Linked DNA regions of Mus musculus: regions 2, 3, 4, 5, 6 and 7 are each linked to region 1. A link is a contact called in public HiChIP or PLAC-seq and promoter capture Hi-C data. All regions are on one chromosome and are shown on one strand. Each heading gives the region's core, a stretch centred on a gene start, on an enhancer-like site or on the middle of the called end of the contact. The rest is flanking DNA. Distances are from core to core; before and after follow the strand shown.

Evidence for each region. Promoter capture Hi-C pulls out the DNA fragments that hold promoters and counts their contacts. HiChIP or PLAC-seq counts read pairs in DNA pulled down with a chosen protein or histone mark.
Region 2: a contact with region 1 is called in a promoter capture Hi-C map of erythroid cells, with 2.1 times the contacts expected there. The contact joins the promoter of Vat1 here to the promoter of Cavin1 in region 1. A contact is called at or near these places in 2 of 39 promoter capture datasets (erythroid cells and pre-B cells) and 2 of 115 datasets of contacts at active chromatin or transcription factors (embryonic stem cells and pancreatic cancer cells).
Region 3: a contact with region 1 is called in an HNF4G HiChIP or PLAC-seq map of pancreatic cancer cells. The contact joins the promoter of Rpl27 here to the promoter of Cavin1 in region 1. A contact is called at or near these places in 1 of 39 promoter capture datasets (liver) and 2 of 115 datasets of contacts at active chromatin or transcription factors (microglia and pancreatic cancer cells).
Region 4: a FOXA1 HiChIP or PLAC-seq map of pancreatic cancer cells shows a contact between it and region 1. The contact joins the promoter of Ptges3l here to the promoter of Cavin1 in region 1. A contact is called at or near these places in 4 of 39 promoter capture datasets (hippocampal neurons, liver and pre-B cells) and 1 of 115 datasets of contacts at active chromatin or transcription factors (pancreatic cancer cells).
Region 5: a contact with region 1 is called in a promoter capture Hi-C map of liver, with 2.2 times the contacts expected there. The contact joins the enhancer-like site here to the promoter of Cavin1 in region 1. A contact is called at or near these places in 6 of 39 promoter capture datasets (embryonic stem cells, fetal liver, hematopoietic stem and progenitor cells and 3 more) and 1 of 15 datasets of contacts at CTCF or cohesin (large pre-B cells).
Region 6: a promoter capture Hi-C map of liver shows a contact between it and region 1, with 10 times the contacts expected there. The contact joins the promoter of Cnp here to the promoter of Cavin1 in region 1. A contact is called at or near these places in 19 of 39 promoter capture datasets (the C10 cell line, the HPC-7 cell line, cranial neural crest and 11 more), 2 of 15 datasets of contacts at CTCF or cohesin (large pre-B cells and pro-B cells), 107 of 484 Hi-C or Micro-C datasets (the 63-12 cell line, the AML12 cell line, B cells and 71 more), 25 of 115 datasets of contacts at active chromatin or transcription factors (SST interneurons, T-cell acute lymphoblastic leukemia, astrocytes and 19 more) and 5 of 9 other capture datasets (adipose tissue, embryonic stem cells, liver and 2 more).
Region 7: a contact with region 1 is called in a promoter capture Hi-C map of liver. The contact joins the enhancer-like site here to the promoter of Cavin1 in region 1. A contact is called at or near these places in 10 of 39 promoter capture datasets (the C10 cell line, the HPC-7 cell line, HPC-7-derived erythroid cells and 6 more), 1 of 15 datasets of contacts at CTCF or cohesin (large pre-B cells), 1 of 484 Hi-C or Micro-C datasets (muscle stem cells), 9 of 115 datasets of contacts at active chromatin or transcription factors (embryonic basal ganglia, embryonic forebrain, embryonic limb bud and 5 more) and 3 of 9 other capture datasets (adipose tissue, liver and pancreatic islet).

The regions. Positions count from the first base shown.
Region 1 is chr11:100,969,352-100,971,874 of GRCm38.p6, forward strand. Cavin1 (caveolae associated 1) reads right to left here and starts at 1,266. Exons shown (of 2, transcript NM_008986.2): 1 at 639-1,266. The coding sequence starts at 1,115.
Region 2 is chr11:101,464,940-101,467,462 of GRCm38.p6, forward strand. It overlaps Vat1 (vesicle amine transport 1), which reads right to left and starts at 1,260. Exons shown (of 6, transcript NM_012037.2): 1 at 769-1,260. The coding sequence starts at 1,194.
Region 3 is chr11:101,440,979-101,443,501 of GRCm38.p6, forward strand. It overlaps Rpl27 (ribosomal protein L27), which reads left to right and starts at 1,267. Exons shown (of 5, transcript NM_011289.3): 1 at 1,267-1,478; 2 at 1,745-1,827; 3 at 2,523. The coding sequence starts at 1,747.
Region 4 is chr11:101,424,068-101,426,590 of GRCm38.p6, forward strand. Ptges3l (prostaglandin E synthase 3 like) reads right to left here and starts at 1,261. Exons shown (of 7, transcript NM_001357574.1): 1 at 549-1,261; 2 at 88-201. The coding sequence starts at 556. Rundc1 (RUN domain containing 1) reads left to right here and starts at 1,018. Exons shown (of 5, transcript NM_172566.4): 1 at 1,018-1,543. The coding sequence starts at 1,037.
Region 5 is chr11:101,377,893-101,380,415 of GRCm38.p6, forward strand. G6pc (glucose-6-phosphatase, catalytic) reads left to right here. Exons shown (of 5, transcript NM_008061.4): 5 at 1-11. Among named protein-coding and RNA genes, the nearest start is that of G6pc, 11 kb to the left of the region's middle. Within about 2 kb of position 1,264, at least 16 of the 459 cell types and tissues checked have an H3K27ac peak or open chromatin away from gene starts, as enhancers often do. A contact at or near this core is called in liver, where this site is marked.
Region 6 is chr11:100,573,681-100,576,203 of GRCm38.p6, forward strand. It overlaps Cnp (2',3'-cyclic nucleotide 3' phosphodiesterase), which reads left to right and starts at 1,259. Exons shown (of 4, transcript NM_009923.2): 1 at 1,259-1,388. The coding sequence starts at 1,386.
Region 7 is chr11:100,602,060-100,604,582 of GRCm38.p6, forward strand. All of the region lies in intron 1 of Dnajc7 (DnaJ heat shock protein family (Hsp40) member C7), which reads right to left. Among named protein-coding and RNA genes, the nearest start is that of Dnajc7, 16 kb to the right of the region's middle. Within about 2 kb of position 1,257, at least 37 of the 459 cell types and tissues checked have an H3K27ac peak or open chromatin away from gene starts, as enhancers often do. A contact at or near this core is called in adipose tissue, embryonic stem cells and liver, where this site is marked.

The DNA.
Region 1 (2,523 bases), core at 16-2,515:
CTGCAAGACCCTTGGGAACTGAAAGTGCCTGGAGGCCAGGGGCAGATCGCGGCCTAGGGACATGCGTGGGTAGCCGAGGTTGGTGCGGGGGCGCGGGGATAGGGTGTGGGGGGCTGACGATCGTGTCCCTTGCATGGCGCCCCCGCCACTGCGTGCCTGAGCCCTGAATCACCCGCTATATCGGGCCCGCAGCGCCGGAGGCCCCAGGTCCCGGGCCCCACCTTTAGTGTCTGCTTACAGAGGGGCATACAGAGACCACCAGAGACCTCGGGCATTCCCTCCCTTTTCCCTCTCTCCGCCCCACCAAAAAAAAAACTTCCTCCAAGTGGAAAGGCGTTTGACAGAGACAAGCTGGGAGCATTCAGCGTTCCCAAGTCTAGCCCGCTAACTTTTCCGATAGGAGTTAGAGACCGTGGGGAGGAGCCTGGAGAGGAAGGCGCAGGGTGCGCCCCTCTGTGAGCCCCAAGAGTTTGCCACTCCCTAAACCCCACTCCAACTGGGTTCACAGGAAGGGGGGAGGAGCTCCTGACCGCTCTCACCAGGCCGGGCTGGCGGAGAGACGAGCCTCGGCCGGGTGTCCCCACCCGGATCCCAGGCCGGGACCCCAGCTCTGGGCGCGGTCCGCCCCGCGGGCTCACCTGGTAGATCATGACTTTGAAGTTGCGGCGCCTCAGCAGCTCCGCCTCGTTGACCTCCAGTTTCTTTATCTGGCCGGCCTGGCGCTCCAGGCTGCCGCGCACGGTCTTCACGTTGACGCTGACCTTGCGCACCTTCTCCAGCAACTTGCTCACGGTGTTGCTCGTGGTGGCGTGCGCCTTGCCCAGCTTGCTCAGCTCTCCCTGGATGCTCTGCACAGCGCCCTCCATCTCCGCCTGTCGCTCCTCCAGCTGGGCTTGGGTCAGCTGGATCTGGTCAACGGCGCCGATGATTTTATCCAGAAGGCTCAGCACCAGCACACCGTTCACCTGGTCCGACTTGATCAGCTCGTCGGAGCCGGTCCCCGACGGCTCCTCCGTGGCCCGCGCCTCCCCTTGGGTGGGCTCCGGGCCCTCTGAGGAAGCATCGGGAAATCCGGAATACGGCCGCTCAACGATATGGAGCGTGACATCCTCCATGGCTTCCCGGAGCCGTGCGGGGCCGACCGGGTGGAACTGGAGCGGGAGACCGGGAGAGAAGGAGGAGCGAGAGACTGGACAGCGAGCAGGAGCCCAGAGCGGAGGAAACTCGAGCCACGTCCGTGCGCACCGGGACTCTAGCCAGAACTGTGGGGCGGGGAATCTGCGAGTTGCCCGGCTCCTAGACCAAACCCGGAGTCCCGTCGGCCATTGGCTGGCCCCACCCCAGAAAGGGAGGAACCGGGGCAGGAGGGGAGACCAACCCCGGAGGGGCAGCAGAGGGGAACCCAAGAGCTGGGCGCCCCACCCTGTTCAGGATGGTTGGAATAGTTGGAGCGGGAGTCTAGGGCCCCCCTTGGCAGTGGAGGCTGCGGCAGCGGGACTGGGGCAGAGGAATGTGAGCTGCGGAAAGGAATTAGGTCTTCGGAGTGTGCTCTACTCTTTCTCTTTCCTCACCCACAAACCCACTCCAGCCTTTTAAGATCAAGCTGAGGTCCAAATGGCGCGTGAATTGGGTGTAAACGAGTAGTTTGTGTCTATGCCTCATGTCCTTGGAGGATCCTTGCCCTATACAATCTTTTTCAAAGATTTGGGGGTCTGCCCCCATCGTCTATCTATACACTGAGTTACCACTGTCCCCCAAATCTTGTGGGGTTGTTAGTGAGAGAGAGGGAAGAGATGAAATGACAGAAAGGGTGACGGCCTAGAAAGGGCCTCTAGGTTTCTCTTAGAATTGTAAGGACAGGGCATGATTAAGGCGAGAAGTAAATTATAAAGTAAAAGCTTTTGGTCACTTCTCCCAGGGCCCCCTCCAGCAGATATCTAGCTAATTCTAAGAATGTGAGCGTCGGACTCGTTCTTCCCTTGGGTTCTCGGATATTAGGTGAGCATTCAGGGAGATCACGGAACCCCATCTCTTTACCTAGCAGAGAAAAGAAGGCCAAGAGGAGGCAGGTGGCTCTCCAGGGTTCACTCCAGGTTACTGTTGCCATCTGTTCTTAGCTCCAGGTCTCTGAACTCCACCGGTACTCAGTACCTTTCCCTGGGGCAGGAATTGGGGCAACTATAGCGGTACTACCGAATGGGGAAGCGAACAGTTTTCTTCATGGTGCTGAACACCAAGGAGCTGGCAGTTCTGAGCAGGCGCAGAAAAGTCCTTAGCACAGACGTCTAGAGACACAGGCTGCCCTGTGTCTCTAGACACAGGCCCTCAGCAATCCCTGGAGCCACCCCAATTCCCTTTCCCACAGAGATACTGAAAACCTTTTCCCTGATTAGGAAACCAGGCTTGGGGTTCCCCGCCTGGATGGGTTCTCGGCAAAAGGTCACTTCTAGTCTGGTGCCCACCCTCCTTAAGTTAAACGCTGCTCTGTGGAGACTCGAGGGTCGTCGATCTAATCAATCAATT
Region 2 (2,523 bases), core at 10-2,509, 500 kb after region 1:
CCGCCTGGATTTCGGGGGCTGGGGTCCTCTGAAAGGGAGGAGGAGCAGCGGTTTGGGCCGGAAGTTCCCAAGGGTAACCCTGGGTCGTGGCCTGCTAGCTGAGTCACTGAAGAAGGGATGGAGTTGCAGTCACGAGAAAGCAAGCCCAAGACAAAGATGGGAGACTGATTCCCGCCTCCCCCACGTCAAATACCCGAGTAGTAGCGTAAGGCCCGTGGCGGTGGGGGAAGCCAGCCTCTCTGGGCTCCATGATGGGTGTGTCCCCTTTGGCCCAGCTCGGGGAGGGGCCGTCATACACCCCCATACACCACGGGGCTGCATGTGACTAGCGCTCTGGCACGGCCTCTGAGCCTCCGCCTAACCCCATCTACATAGCTTCTCAAAGCTCCCTCGGGAGGGAAGGGGGAGTTAGCCACCACTCAGAGTCACAAACCACAACTGCCCCGGGAGTGTTTAGTGGGCAGGGGTACAGGTGTGGTTTTACTTGGGGAAGGGGGTGGGAGGGGGGCGAGCAGGTCATCCTGCGCATGCGCCTGGGCGCCTTATTGTTTTCCCCCCAACTCCGCTTGGGGCGGCGGCCACTACTAAAAAATGCTTTGGGAAGGGGCAATAACACTGTTGCCAGTTCCCAGTAAATCCTTTTCCCAGACGCCTGGAGACATAAATTGCTTTCCATGTGTTCCATGTTTAGTCCACCCGCGTCCTTGCTGGCTTCCCGGCCCGGCCACACCCCCGGCACGCGCCCACTCCTGCCCTGCTACCGCTCACCTTACGGTCGCCGACGCCTTCGCCCACTGCCACTACCACGCCCGCGCCCTCCATGCCGGGGGTGACCGGCAGAGGCGGTAGTCGGTCGTACAGCCCTTGGCGGCCCATGAGGTCGGCGAAGTTGAGCCCACAGGCTCGCACGCGCAGCGTCAATTGACCCGGACCCGGGGCCGGGGGCACCGCCGGCCGGCTCTGCAGCTTCACCTTATCGTAGCCACCGAAGCCGGTGAGTACCAGGCAGCGCAGTGGCGGTGCCGAAGCGGATGCTGACGCTTCGGGGGCCGGGGGTGGCTGCGGGTCGCTTGCCACCTCGACTGTCGGGGGCTGCGAAGGCGCACCCTCCCCGGCTCCGGTCCCGGTCTCCGCCCCGGCCTCGGTCGCCGCTGCCACAGTGGCCGCCTCAGCTGCTTCCCTCTCCGCGGACATGGCTAGACTCGCGACGTGCGTTCCCAGCTGTACAGAACCGGTGCACAGCTGGGAAGGGCGGGACACGCGTCAGGAAGAGCGCAGGCTGCGGACACCAGTGGGTGGGGCGGGGCCTTGCTCGGGGGGTGGGGCTTCGCGGGCGGACTTAAAGGGCTAGTCCCTCTGCTGACCGAGCTGCGAGGGCGCGAAAAGACTAGCGGTGCAGGTGGAGGGTGGTGGTGTACGTGCGTGTGACTGATAAGCATGAGGAGATTCTGGGGCATGCCGAGTCTAAGACTTGATTTATTCGTAGAAAGCCTTATACGAATTAAAAGTTGTCGTGACACAGTCTGAAGGATAATTTAAAATCTGAATTTATAATCTAGCCACCTGTGGATCAGACTCCGGTGAAATTGTGCCTCAGGTTGAACTCTACCGTTTACTAATAAGCAGACTTTATTCACTATGTTCTTTTGTTTGCTTGTTTTTTGAGACAGGGTTTCTCTGTGTAGCCCTGGCTGTCCTGGAACTCACTTTGTAGACCAGGCTGGCCTCGAACTCAGAAATCCGCCTGCCTCTGCCTCCCAAGTGCTGGGATAAAAGGTGTGCTCCACCACGCCCGGCTTACTCACTATGTTCTTGCAGTGGCAAACTACAAGCATGAGAACCTCTAAGACAGGGTCTCACCATGTAGCCAGGTCTGGCCTGGAGCCTAGAAGGTGCCATGAATACAAGGCTGGCTCTGCCTCCGGAGTTCTGTGGTTAAAATGACATGTGCCACCACCTCCCTTTTCTTTCACACTCTCTTTTCCTTTTGTTGGAATTGAGGATAGAACCCAGAGCCTCATGAATGTAGCTCTACTCCCGAGTTACATCTCTAACTTAAACTTAACAGTTTTGGGTGTTAATGCTGTGTGTCTGTTTACTTTTTGTAAAACAGCGATGAGATTGTGTGCTTTAGTTACCTTTACACGGTTATTCAAAACGAGATAACATTAAAATGAACATCTTCGACTTAAAGAAGAGTTTTGTTTGTTTTGAGACAGGATTTCTCTATTTAGACCTGGTTGACCTGGAACTCATTATATAGACTAGAGTGGCCTCAAACTCAGGGAGATCTGCCTGCTTCTGCCTCATGAGTGCTAAGACTGAAGGCGTGCAGCACCATGCCCGGCTAAAGAAGGATTTTTTTCACTTATGTATGCATGTATGTATGTATGTGTATTTATTTGTTCATTCATTCATTCATTCATTCACTTTACATCCCGATCACAGCCCTCCAAGCCCCTTTCTCCATCCTCTTCTAGGCAAAAGATGTCATGCAAATGGCGGTTTGCTTATTGCTAGTCT
Region 3 (2,523 bases), core at 17-2,516, 470 kb after region 1:
AAGATCTGACTCCCTCTTCTGGTGTGTCTGAAGACAGCTACAGTGTACTTACATAAAATAATAAATAAATCTTTAAAAAAAAAAAAAATGAACTGAAAAATATTGAAGTAATAATAAATAGGGGCTGGAGAGATGATGGTACTTAGAGCAGTTTCTGCTCTTGCAGAAGATCTGCAGAGAACCCAGGCTCAATTCCCAGCACCCACACAGTGACTCACAATCATCTGTAAAACCAGTTCCAGGGCATCCAACATTTTCCTCTGACCTCCTTGGAGAATAGACACTCATCTTGGTGCATATACATACATGCAGGCAAAAAAGCAAAATACTCATACAAAAAAATAAAAATAAATCTATCGAGGCCAGCCTGGTCTACAGAGTGAGTTCCAGGACAGCCAGGGCTACACAAAGAAACCCTGTCTCAAAAAAAAAACCAAACCAAACAAAACAAAACAAAATCTAAATCTCAACATATATGTGTGTATATATATATATATATATATATATATATATATATATACAAATATATAATATATATTTTAATTTAAAAATATATTTTAAAAGCTAGGAGTACCACATGCTTATTGTAGTCAATATCTGACATCATCGGGTTGAATGTTGGAGATAAGGATACTGTCTGATCTTTTCCATTTTTCATTTTTCATCTAACTGTGCGCGAGGAGGTCATTTTGTTTCTTTTTTTTTTTTTTTTTTTTTTTTTGGTTTTTCGAGACAGGGTTTCTCTTTATAGCCCTGGCTGTCCTGGAACTCACTTTGTAGACCTGGCTGGCCTCGAACTCAGAAATCCGCCTGCCTCTGCCTCCCAAGTGCTGGGATTAAAGGCGTGCGCCACCACGCCCGGCTGTCATTTTGTTTCTTATGGATAATAATTTTAAATTATTTAAATTAAAATAAATTGTAATTTATTTACCTATGGAAGACAGAGTCTATGTAACCTACGTTGGACTAGAACTGGAACTCTTGTCTCAGCCCCTCAAACGATGGGATTACAGGTTTATGCAGCACACACACACACAAACACACCCCCGCCCACCACTGACACACACACACACACCCACACCCCCCCACACACACACCCCCGCAAAGCCCGGTCTTACAAAGCAAAACTGTGAATTTCAGACTCTGTCCTCCTCCTAGTGGCAGAGTAGGGGACTACAGCAATGAAGGGGACAGAACAGAGCTCACATTCAGGTGTCATCCTCGCTCCTCCCTCCACACGCCGGAACCGGAACGCTCTGTTCCTGTCTGCTGCTCGTGCTGCTAATAAAGCTTGGTTCAAAAACGCAGTGCCCGACCCTCCCTGACGAGCTCCTTCCGCCAACAACTTTGACCACCAACCGTGGGGCATGGCTGGGCCTGGGAGGCGGGACAGGAAGTGAAGCCACCTCTCCGTAAGGTGAAAGGTTAGCGGAAGTGCCCTCCTTTCCTTTCTGCTGGGTGCCGGCTGCCTGCTGTCGGTGAGTAAAGGCCTGGAGAGGGTCTTGCAATCCGCCGCCATCGCGGTCCCGGGGTCGGGTTGCTGGGCTCATTCGGACTCTGAGCCTCTGGCGGCTTCACGGGGAGTCGCATCCCTCGAGCAGGACCTCCGGGCCGCGTGGCGGAGTCGGCAGCGGGTGATCTAAAGTCGCGGGCCTACGACCGGGGCTCGCAGGTAGACGTCGGCTCCGGGGCCTTCCGCTTTACACACTTGTGAGCGGCTCCTTCCTTGTCTTTGTCTCTGCAGAGATGGGCAAGTTCATGAAACCCGGGAAAGTGGTGCTGGTCCTGGCCGGACGCTACTCCGGACGCAAAGCCGTCATCGTGAAGGTACCAGACCCCCGGGGCTCTTGAGACTGCTTGCATGTGCGGATTTCGGCTGCTGGATAAGATGAGCCGGATGGGAATTTAAGATCTGTCCTAACAATAGGCACTGGCGAATGCATAATGGGTAGTAATGGTGGCCACTGTGTATTGTACATATTACAGCTGTGGTGTATAGTTCTTGCAGTAACTTAATTTCCGGCACTAAGGTTTCGAGGTGTTAAGTTACTTAAGGTCAAAGTAATGGGTGCTGCAGGCAGCTGAGAGGATGTAGGATGGGAGACACTACTTACACTTAGAGAGCATCCCCTGGGTGTGTTTGAGCGTTTTGCTACTTGCCTCTTACCAGTTTTATAAACCCTTGTGGTCCTAGCCACAAGACCACTGGCCTCTCCAGCTTCCTGCTCCTGTCATTTAGCTAGAACCGGTTAGTTAGGCTGCCCGCTTTGCAGTCTGGGCTTTAACCTTAACTAGCTTCATGGGGGAAGGTGTTAGGGGTCACTTTGAGTGTTAGCCTTGATGGACTTCTAAATCTCCTTGTGACAGGAGTCAACACTGGCTAACTCAGAGTTACTGTCCTGTTGACTCTTAGCATTAAAGGAGTAATCTAGAGATGTGGAGGGTGTATTCAGTAAACATAGTTTTACTAAGATGGGGCCGAAGCAGTAACGTGACTTTTCTTTTTCCCTTTTCTCGTCTAGA
Region 4 (2,523 bases), core at 11-2,510, 450 kb after region 1:
GGAAGTGACAGGATAAGTTCTTGAGACACCAGGAGGATAGGAACGGTTCTTGAGACCCCAGGCCAGTCCACAGGGGAAGACTACTACCTGAACACGACGCGGTGGTCCTCAATGAGCACACTGACGTCGGTGCTGTCCTCAACGCAAAACTCCATGAAAACATATTTGGGTCTGTCGTACCACAGAGTCCGGGCAGGCTGCCTGAAGAGGTTGGAGGTGGGGCTTGGTAGGGGTGGGCAAGACTGAAGGCAATATGGAAAGGTGGAGGGAGGAGACAGTAGAGTCGTACGTGGTGCCACTGAACCAGACAGAGGGGAGTAGTGGGAGTGGGCAGAGGTGGCGAGAATAAACCCAGAGAGCCAAGGGAAGTAAGGAGTTAGAAAATACGTTCAGATCTCACCACCCCCTCTCACCCACAGTCACAGAGACGTGGAGTCTGGGGTGCTGGTGGGCAGACTCAGCGGCTTCTACAAATGTGGGAGAGGAAATCTGCAGGAAAACGGACAGGGGAATATGTAGGACCTGTATGATGGCGGCCTGAAACTCACCGTTCCATGGTGACTCCAGCTGCCCCGTGGCTTTTGGAGTCCCAAGAAAAGGCCTCTATCTTTAGATTCTAGGAGGCTCCTAGCAGCTGCCTCTCCTTATATGGTAGGAGGAAGGGTTGCGAGGGAGGGAAAGAAAGTTGGCTTGACAGCAAGAGTGATTTGGACTCCAGAAGGACACCGGGAGCGTTTTCTACATCTCGGGGTCTCCAGAAATAAACATATCAGAAATACAATATCTACTCTCTATCCAGGGAAAGGGCTACTCTAGCCCCTATATGCAGGAAGTTACTTGTTCTCGGTTTCATTCACTTGTTCCTCCAACTCAAAGTGTCTAATTCACAAAATGCATTAAAGTCCCGAGGGGGCGGGCCCTCCCGAGATTGGAGGAGTGCAAGACCCGCCCACCACTCGTCCAGGCTTCCCTGCCAGAGCCCGTTGCCATGGCAGCAAGGGGGCGCCACTGACGTGCGGGCGGCGTTTCCGGGAAGATGGCGACGGTGGAAGTGGCTACGGAGCTAGGAACTGTGGTGACCGCTGTCGGGCCTAAGGCGAAGGACGAGGAAGAAGAAGAAGAGGAGGAGGAGTCGCTGCCACCATGCGAGACTGTGCGCTGGGCTCCCGTGGGGGCAGTGGCCGAGGCCGGTCCTGGGGCGGCGACGTTCTCGGAGGCGGCGGCAGCCGAAGAGCCTGGAGCGGCTCCGGGCTCTCCATCCGACGCGACTGTCCGCACGCTGAGGCGGCTGGAAGCCGAGCGGCGGCAGCTGGATTCGGCCCTGCTCGCGCTGTCCTCGCACTTCGCGCAGGTGCAGTTCCGTCTGCGCCAGGTAGTGCGCGGGGCGCCGGCGGAGCAGCAGCGTCTCCTGCGCGAGCTCGAAGACTTTGCCTTCCGCGGCTGTCCTCACGTCCTGGGTTACGAGGGGCTGGCAGACCCTTGTGGCGGTGACGAAAGCGATGTGCTGCCGGGGGACCGGCCACGGGTGCGGGGTGAGGACCAGGTGAGTGTCTGCCGCTAGTTCCGGATGCGGATGAAGATGATGCAGGCGGGGAGTTTGTGGGTGGTGATGCTGACACGGACCGAGGTAGAAAGGGTGAGGAGCGACCGAGCTGGAAGTACTATAGGCACGTGTATGCAAGATAGAGAGAAGAGTCAGGAAGATGCAGAAAGACATATGGCGAGCCTTAAAGAGTATTGAAAAGGCAGTTGGTAATGGAAGCCGTGCTGCCTCTGTCGACTTTGAGGTACTTGAGTGTGTATTTGTGTCACTCTCTCTACCCTGAAGTATATACCCTGAGCACTTATTGATAGAATGAACATTGGGAACGGGAGAAGTGTTAAGTGAAAGGGAAGTGAATTGGAATCCATGGAAATTGAAATTAATGCCCCGTGCTTTTTTTGGCATATAGATAGGCTGTGATCTTTATGCTGTCTTATCTCAGTGACGGCTTTGGTGAACAGACACCATCCCTTGGCAGTGGAAAGAAACACACCTGACTATAAGGATGTCCTGACAGTGTTTTCAGACTGCTCTGCCATCCTGGTTAATAACGGGGTTCTCTGAACGGGGCCTTCTGACTGACCAGTGCGTTCTTCAGTACACCGAAGAAGCAAGGAAATTCTGTAAACCACAACGCGGGAAGATTCCTTACAAACTTTGAACGTCTGGAAGCTGGAAGTTTTGAGACAGGCCGCCTTTTCCGCTTCCTGTTGTGCAGATTGCAGTCCACATGTGGCTTTCTTCCCACTCAAAATGGTTTAGCCAAGAAAACTTATTGGTAGGAGATAGTGACTTATGCTGATCTGAAGTGTTTCCAGTTCCTTCCTTCTCATACCCATATACCCTTGCACAAGGAGCAGTCAACCACAAGTCAACAGACTTAAAAAGTGGCCAGGCCCTGTCCAGTATTGAATGCCATGGAAGGTCCTGGGCAGAGATGGTACTGTCTCTATTTTTTATTGTCACTTTCAGAAAAAATT
Region 5 (2,523 bases), core at 14-2,513, 410 kb after region 1:
ATTTTATTTAAGAATGGAGTCTTGCTTATTATTCTATTTTATTTTGTTTTAATTATTTTTCTTTTTGTTTTATGTGTATGGGTGTTTTGTCTGCATATATGTCTATGCACCATGTGCGTGCTTGGTGCTTGCAGATTCCAGATCTCCTGGGGCTGGAGTTAACAGCTGTTGTGAACTGCCATGTGGGTGCTGGAAATTGAACCCAGGTCCTCAAAATGCGTGTAAAAATACCAAGTCTGGTAGTGCACATCTTTTTTTTTTGTTTTTTTTTTTTTTGTTTTTCGAGACAGGGTTTCTCTGTTCCCTGGCTGTCCTGGAACTCACTTTGTAGACCAGGCTGGCCTCGAACTCAGAAATCCGCCTGCCTCTGCCTCCCAAGTGCTGGGATTAAAGGTGTGCGCCACCAACGCCCGGCCACACATAATACCAGCAATGGTGAGACAGGAGGGGGAGGGAGACAAGCCTAGTTTATGAGGTGGTGTTCCAGGCCAATGAGAGATCCTGTCTTAAAAGGTGGAGGGTGTTAAGAAACAGCACATGAAGCCAGGCGTGGTGGTGCAGGCCTTTAATCCCAGCACTCGGGAGGCAGAGGCAGGCAGATTTCTGAGTTCGAGACCAGCCTGGTCTACAAAGTGAGTTCCAGGATAGCCAGGGCTATACAGAGAAACCCTGTCTCAAAAAAACAAAAACCAAAACAAACAAAAAAAGAAACAGCACATGAGGTTACACACACACACACACACACACACTACAATAAAAACCCTCCCTCCTTTAACCAAGTCATGGAGTGACTATGCCATCATCCATTTATACGTTGCCTAGCCAGTCTAAGTTTGGTGAACTACAGAGTCAATGAGAGACCCTGCCTCAAAAAAATAAGGTGGAGAAGGATTGAGGAAGACAGGCAACATTGACCCCTGCTCTACACACAAACACACACACTCACACACTTTGAGAATCTGGTTCAGTGACCAGAGTGTATGCAAGGTCCTAGGTTCATCCCCCTAATACCAAAGGCATTGAGGCTAAGAGTTTTTATTTCCTCACACTATTCTCGTGCCCATTTCCCCATGTGCAGCTCCTGACGTGTTATACAATCGACAGGCTGGGGCAGGGTGGGGGATCTACCTGAAGGCTCTCTTGCTGATCACTAAAGTCACGCTAACAATCATTGTGAAAGACAAGGGTTAGGAGAGGTTGAGTGAGCAGGCAGACTACAATCTGGCCTCAGTGCTGAGCATCAGACCAAGTGGCCAAGACAGCACACTGGTTACCAGACCACAGGTCAGCAGGCACTGCTCTGGGATTACATCGCAATTTGGAGGAGCACGGGGCAGAGCCACTGCCAAGTGAAGCAATTGCATGAAAGCTGTGGGTGGAGGGAGCAGGACAAGACAAGTTACCTGCTGGGTTCAGCAAGGGTTAGGGTTATAGGTTTAAAAAAAAAGCCCAAGGAAGCTTGAAGCACCCAGGAATGCTCAAAGAAGCTACTTCAAGCTTCTGTTAGGCAATTTATTTCATCCTGGTTTACAACCCCTCCCCCAAAGCCTCACCCCGCTCCCTCCTCACCATAACCCTACATTGCATGAGGCAAGAGCTGATCGATTGCCCCAGACTCCTGGAATGTGTTTATTTCAGGGAGGGTGAGTGTTCATACCAATCTTGAGAGTTTCAGCAGTGATCTAAGCCTGGCAAAGACTCTCATGGTCCCACACAGGAAGAGGGGTGTTGGTTATCATCTGTCTGATCGAACCCCATAACTCAGGTTGGGGCCCTGTGCTCGATGCTCCCGACTCTGGTTCCTTGCCAGAGGATGCTAGGTGGAGGGAAAGCTTTCAGCATCCCAGTAGTGCCAGTGACAAGCCCACCAGTAACAGAAAACACTTGTCAGTTTGCTGTATGAGTTCTCTCTATAGTTTATGCCATCTATGTTGTAGGAATTATTTAATCTCAGTTGTGGGGGGGGAGGTTTCTACCCCACCTTTGATCATTCAGTTCCCATATAAAAGACCCACAACCTTTATATGTATAATAAGCCTTCAAAGCACTAGAGCTGGACAGAACCTACCCTTTATGCTATTATATCTACTCTGTCAATAACCCTGAGAAATGATTTGCCACGTTCCACCTGAGCCGCTCTTACTCCCACTGGCCAGCCCTCATAGCCAGGTCTCACAATCCCTTACCCCATGGTGTCTTCCCCTCTCTCCACTCCTCTTCTCTTCTCCCTGTTCATGGTCAGTCCTGCCTCAGACCCCAAGCCCAGGAACTGATACTCCACCTACCTCTCTTCTGCCCAGCTATAGGCTGTAGGCATCTTTATTCAACCAATCGTTTTGAATAAAGGAGCAAGGTTGCACATAGCGTCACTTGGTGTAGTGAGGCGGCAGCAAGATCTTGGGGACCAGTATTTAGCATTACAGTACATAGCAACAGACCAAACCTCAAAACAGCCATCCTCTCAACACCACTGTGGAGAAGTTACTATCACTCAACTCACATTACAAATGCTTAAACACGGAG
Region 6 (2,523 bases), core at 9-2,508, 400 kb before region 1:
TTTGTTTTGTTGAGACAGGGTGTCTCTCTGTAGGCCTGGCTGTCCTGGAACTCACTCTGCAGATCAGGCTGGCCTGGAACTCACTGAGATCTGCTTGCCTCTGCCTCCCAAGTGCTGGGATTAAAGAAAAAAGTGAAAGTGAACAATGTCACCACGTCCTCGAAGCTAGGATGCACTTGCCTAGCTTGCAGGAACCCCAGCATCTTAAACAGCTGACATGTTCTTGTATGTATGAATTTCCAGCAAGAGGATAAGAAGTTCAAGGTCACCCTTTGTTACATAGAGAGTTTGAACTTAGCCTGGGTTACATGAGATTCATCTTTAAAACAAACCTTTTTTGGGGGATATCCAGCAAAGAAGACTGCTTAGACCCAAGCGGAAGCCAATAGAAAGTCTTTATTAGCCAGCCCCTCAGCCCCTTCACTAGACTTTTTTTTTTTTTTTTTTTTTTTTCCTGAGACAGGGTTTCTCTGTGTAGACCTGGCTGTCCTGGAACTCACCCTGTAGACCAGGCTGGCCTTGAACTCAGAAATCCACCTGCCTCTGCCTTCCAAGTGCTGGGATTAAAGGTGTGTGCCACCACCACCCAGCACTTTTCTCAGGGTAGGCTTTTAATCATAAAAACCACATCCTGTGTTGACACACCTAAGTCAGAAGCAGACTATAGGAGCCAAAAATCAAGGTTAGGACATTTAGGGCCTTTCCCAGAATTATGGACTTTGATGAATTAGGTCTTTGTTTTTGTTTTAGGAGGCGGTGATGCCTATCGGCCTGGTTTCGTGGCCTGAATGGTACTTCCTTCACATGTCAGTTGTGATAAGGTCTATGAGCCTGTTTCAAAATTTTAAACTATCTGACTGCACCCATTTCATCCCAGCCTGCCTGGGAACCCAGGAAAGGCAACTGCCTCCTGTTTTAAGAGTTCATCTCTCTCCTGGTGATGTCTTTAATCCAAGCACTTGGGAGGCAGAGGCAGGCAGATCTCTGTACCAGGCCAGCCTGATCTACATGGTGAGTTCCAGGACAGTCAGGGCTACATAGTGAGTTCCTGTCTCAGAGAAGGGAAAAAGTTAAACTTTAACTTTTAAGGAACAAAGAGGTGGCGTGGCGGACTCTTTCTTGGCATTGAGAGTCCAGGTGTGCTTTTACTTTCTGCCAAGGCTCAGACCGCTGCTTCCTGGCACTCAGGTTTCCATTCCCCGGGGGCGCGTGCGCAGAGGCTCGGGCTGACCCCGCCCTGTCCGCGCGCCCCGCCCCCAGGCTATGAAAGGGACCCTGCGTGGGGGGGCCCCGGACACCCGGAGACGCCCGTGTCCCTCACGCAGGCGGGCGGCCCCGGAGACATAGTACCCGCAAAGGCGGTGACGGCGGTGCGCCCACTCATCATGGTGAGCGCAGCGCGTGCGTGGGGGCCGGGGCGGGAGAGAGGCTAACTGAAAGCGAGATTCTTGGGGATGCATGGGCAGAAGTAGTTTGCAAATGAGGACACCAGGTTCCGGAGTTGAAGTTGCCTCTGGGTCCTCCAAGGCAGCCCTAAGGCAAGGGGCGCGAGCGGGGATATTTTGGGGGAGTCTTAGTGTCTTTGGAGAAGGAAATATCGCCGCAGGGAAGTGAAAGTCGATGCTCCTTGGCGACACCAGCTGGCAAATGGGTCTGGGTAGCACCAGAGAGTGCAGGGCTGTTGTGGAGCCCGCGCTGGGAGTGGGTTCCTGCACAAGGCTATAGAGAAGCCAGAAGCCAGCTAAATTCTCAGGGGCGGAAGCCGTTGTAGATGACAACTGAAACCGCTATGTCTTGTTTTTGTCAGAGAGGTGCTGCTAACACACAGCAGAATAGGGGGCACAGATCTCTGAATACAGGTGCCCTGTGCCCTAATCCTACAGATTGGGGGAGGGGGCGCACTGAGAGAGCAGAGGAGGAGGTGGTTGTGAATATGCCCTTTGTCCAGTGCCCTCCTGCCCTGCCCCCCACCAGCCCTCTGTGGGACCATTGTCCCCCTATACCCAGACAAGAGAGTATTATCTGTTGGTGCCATTGTTGGGTGGAGGGAGGCGGTCTTTGGGTCACCCTCCCCTGCCCTCACCCTCCTCTGCACACTCAAGAGAGCCAAGGCAGCTGTGGCTTTGCCCATACATAGAGCCCCAGGCCTCCAAACAGGACATCCTTAAGAGGTGCCAAGAATATATAAGTTAGGGCTGACAGGGAGCCACAGGCACTTGCTGCCCTTGCGTGCCCTGTCACCAAGGTGTTCTGAGGGGGAGCAGAGAGTGATCCTTGGAGCCAGAGACTAAGAGGTTAGGTAGCTTCAGAAAGATTCCCTCTACCTTACAACCCAGCTGTTGAAGATACTGAAGGATCTACTGCGAGGAAGAAAATCCACCATTCCCCTCCGGGGAAAGCATCCACCATTCAAGGGTGCTTTAAGTTAGGCTTGGGGATTCCTCAACTGACAAGCGGTCCCCCTCTGGGAGAACTCGGCCAGAGACTAGGGTGTGGTGCTTGCGGGCTGGCTTTGAGGAGCCG
Region 7 (2,523 bases), core at 7-2,506, 370 kb before region 1:
AGCTGAGACAAAAAAACTTCTGTGATTTTGGGGCCAGCCTGTGCTACAGAGCAAGACTGTGTCAAAACCACAACACAGTAATACAAAACAAACCCCACAAGGTATGGTATCAAATGCCTACAATCCTACACATGGGGTGTAGAGTCAGGAGATCAGGATTTCAAAGCCAACCCTGGTTACACATCAAGTCTGAGGATATCTGTATTACCTGAGATCTAGTATCAAAAACCAAAACCAGGGGCTGGAGAGATGGTCCTCTCGTAGAGGACCTAGGTTCAGTTCCAAGCACCCACATGGGAGCTCACAACCACCTGTAACTCCAGCTGCAGGAGGTCCACTATCCTCTTCTGACATCTAAAGGCATCAGGAATAAGCAGTGCACATCCATACTCAAAGGCAAAATACTCATACACATAAAATTTTTTTAAAAAATCTTTAAAAAAACAAAAACAAAAAAAAAAAACCCAGAAACTAAAAACGGACCGAAGAGATGGCTCAGCTTTTAGGAGCACTGGCTGCTCCTAAAACTCAGGACTCCAGAGGTCCTGAGTTCAATTCCCAGTAACCACATGGTAGCTCACAACCATATGTAATGGGATCTGATGCTCTCTTCTGGTGTGTCTGAAGACAGATATAGTGTACTTATATATATAAAATAAATAAATCTTTAAAAAAACCAAACACACAGGCTGGAGAGATGGCTCAGCAGTTAAGAGCACTGACTGCTCTTCCAGAGGTCCTTAGTTCAATTCCCAGCAACCACATGGTGGCTCCCAACCAATAGGATCTGAGACCCTCTTCTGGTGCCTGAAGACAGCAACCGTGCACTCATATACATAAGTCTTTAAAAAATAAACACACACTTATACTTAGTAAGTGAGCCACTGAAAGGCAGCACTGAATTTTCCAGAATGTCACAACTCCGGCCTCTTTTTTGTTTTTTGAAGGGCTGAGTTTGAGACAGTGTCCTAACATGTAGCCCAGGCTGACCTTGAATTTGTGGCAATTCTGCTGTAGCCTACCAAGTGCTAGGATTATAAACTTGTGATACGTCAATATTTGCAAACGTCTACATTTGTAGGTAATTTCCACTGGGGACAACTGACTTCTCAGTATGAAACGGGACACAGCCTTGAGAATCTTAATTCCGTTTCCTGAGAGTCATTTGCCCATTTGTCACTGGAAGAACAGTCAAAGTGTATAGCCAAGGAGTGACAGTGTGCTGTGTAAGATGGAAGACAGAGCAAAGTTGACAGCAGGGAGTCAGATGCCGGAGGAAGTGCCTATCTCTCCGTGCCGTCCGCCCACCACGCTGTGCTGTCCACCCACCAGCTGGCGTCAAGACAAGACTGGACAAACAGTATTGAAAAGAACAAGCAAGAGAACTCTATCAAAAGTACCCAAAGTCGCTGGGTGTGGAGGCAGACACCTTTATTTCCAGCTCTCAGGAGGCAGAGGCAGGTGGATCTCTGTGACTCTGAGGCCAGCCTGGTCTGTACAGCACATAGGAAGCTCCAGGCCAGTCAGGGCTACACAGAAGAACCTGTCTCAGAGATGAAAAAATACAAGAAGTACCTCAAAACATCTTATTTCCCAAACTGAATGATAGATGATTCTTTACTGCAGCCTAACTATTGAAGCATGTTTCTTTTAAGGATTTGTTTCCTTTCCTACTTGCCATAGCCATCTATGCAAAAGGGAAACCAGTCCACGGCTGCCAGAGGAGAGACAGAAGTCAGAGTTTTTGGTGTCCCACTCTAGAACTGGGGATCAAACCCGGGGATCTGAACACGCCAGGCCAGTGGACATCACTGCGTCGCTGACTGCATCCCTGGCAGCAACAGTTCATGGCGATGATAGGGGACTGACTGCAGCCTGATCCTGTGACACAGCACAGGAGAGATTTGTGGTTCATTTCTTACATGTTTCAAACGACAAACTGGCAAAGCTCCCTTCACTTCCATTCGTCCCCAACACTGCTCTGGTAAGCCCCACTGACATAAAAAGACTGCTGGGAGAAAGGAGGAGGAAAATGGGGTGACCTACTAATGCTGACAGATTTAAACTCTGCTGGGTGGAAATCGGCCTGAAAAATCTCATTATACTAACTGTCACAATGCTATAAAAAGGCCATCTGCTACTACAAGAACCCAGGAACAGCCTCCCTCACCTGCAACACTTAAGAGTCTCAACTGAAATCTTTCAATGCAATATACAAAATTCCTTGAAACATAAATTAAGCAAAGTGCTATAAAAACTCTAGGAAAAGCGTATGTTTTAAGAGCAGACATGCCAAGAGATTCCATGGGCTTTCCCTAAACAGGATTCCAGAAGCTGAAAAAAAGCACTTTGAAGAAATGTAGTAAACTCTGGCATAGATACTAACCCATCTGCAACTAAAATCTAGCTGCTTCGTCAGTCAGCAGTGACTAAGAATAGCCAGATCCTTGAGGAAAACCAAAGCACCCCCACTGTGCCAGCAGCACAAAGCTTATTAGTAACAAAAAACAGGACCCAGAGCTA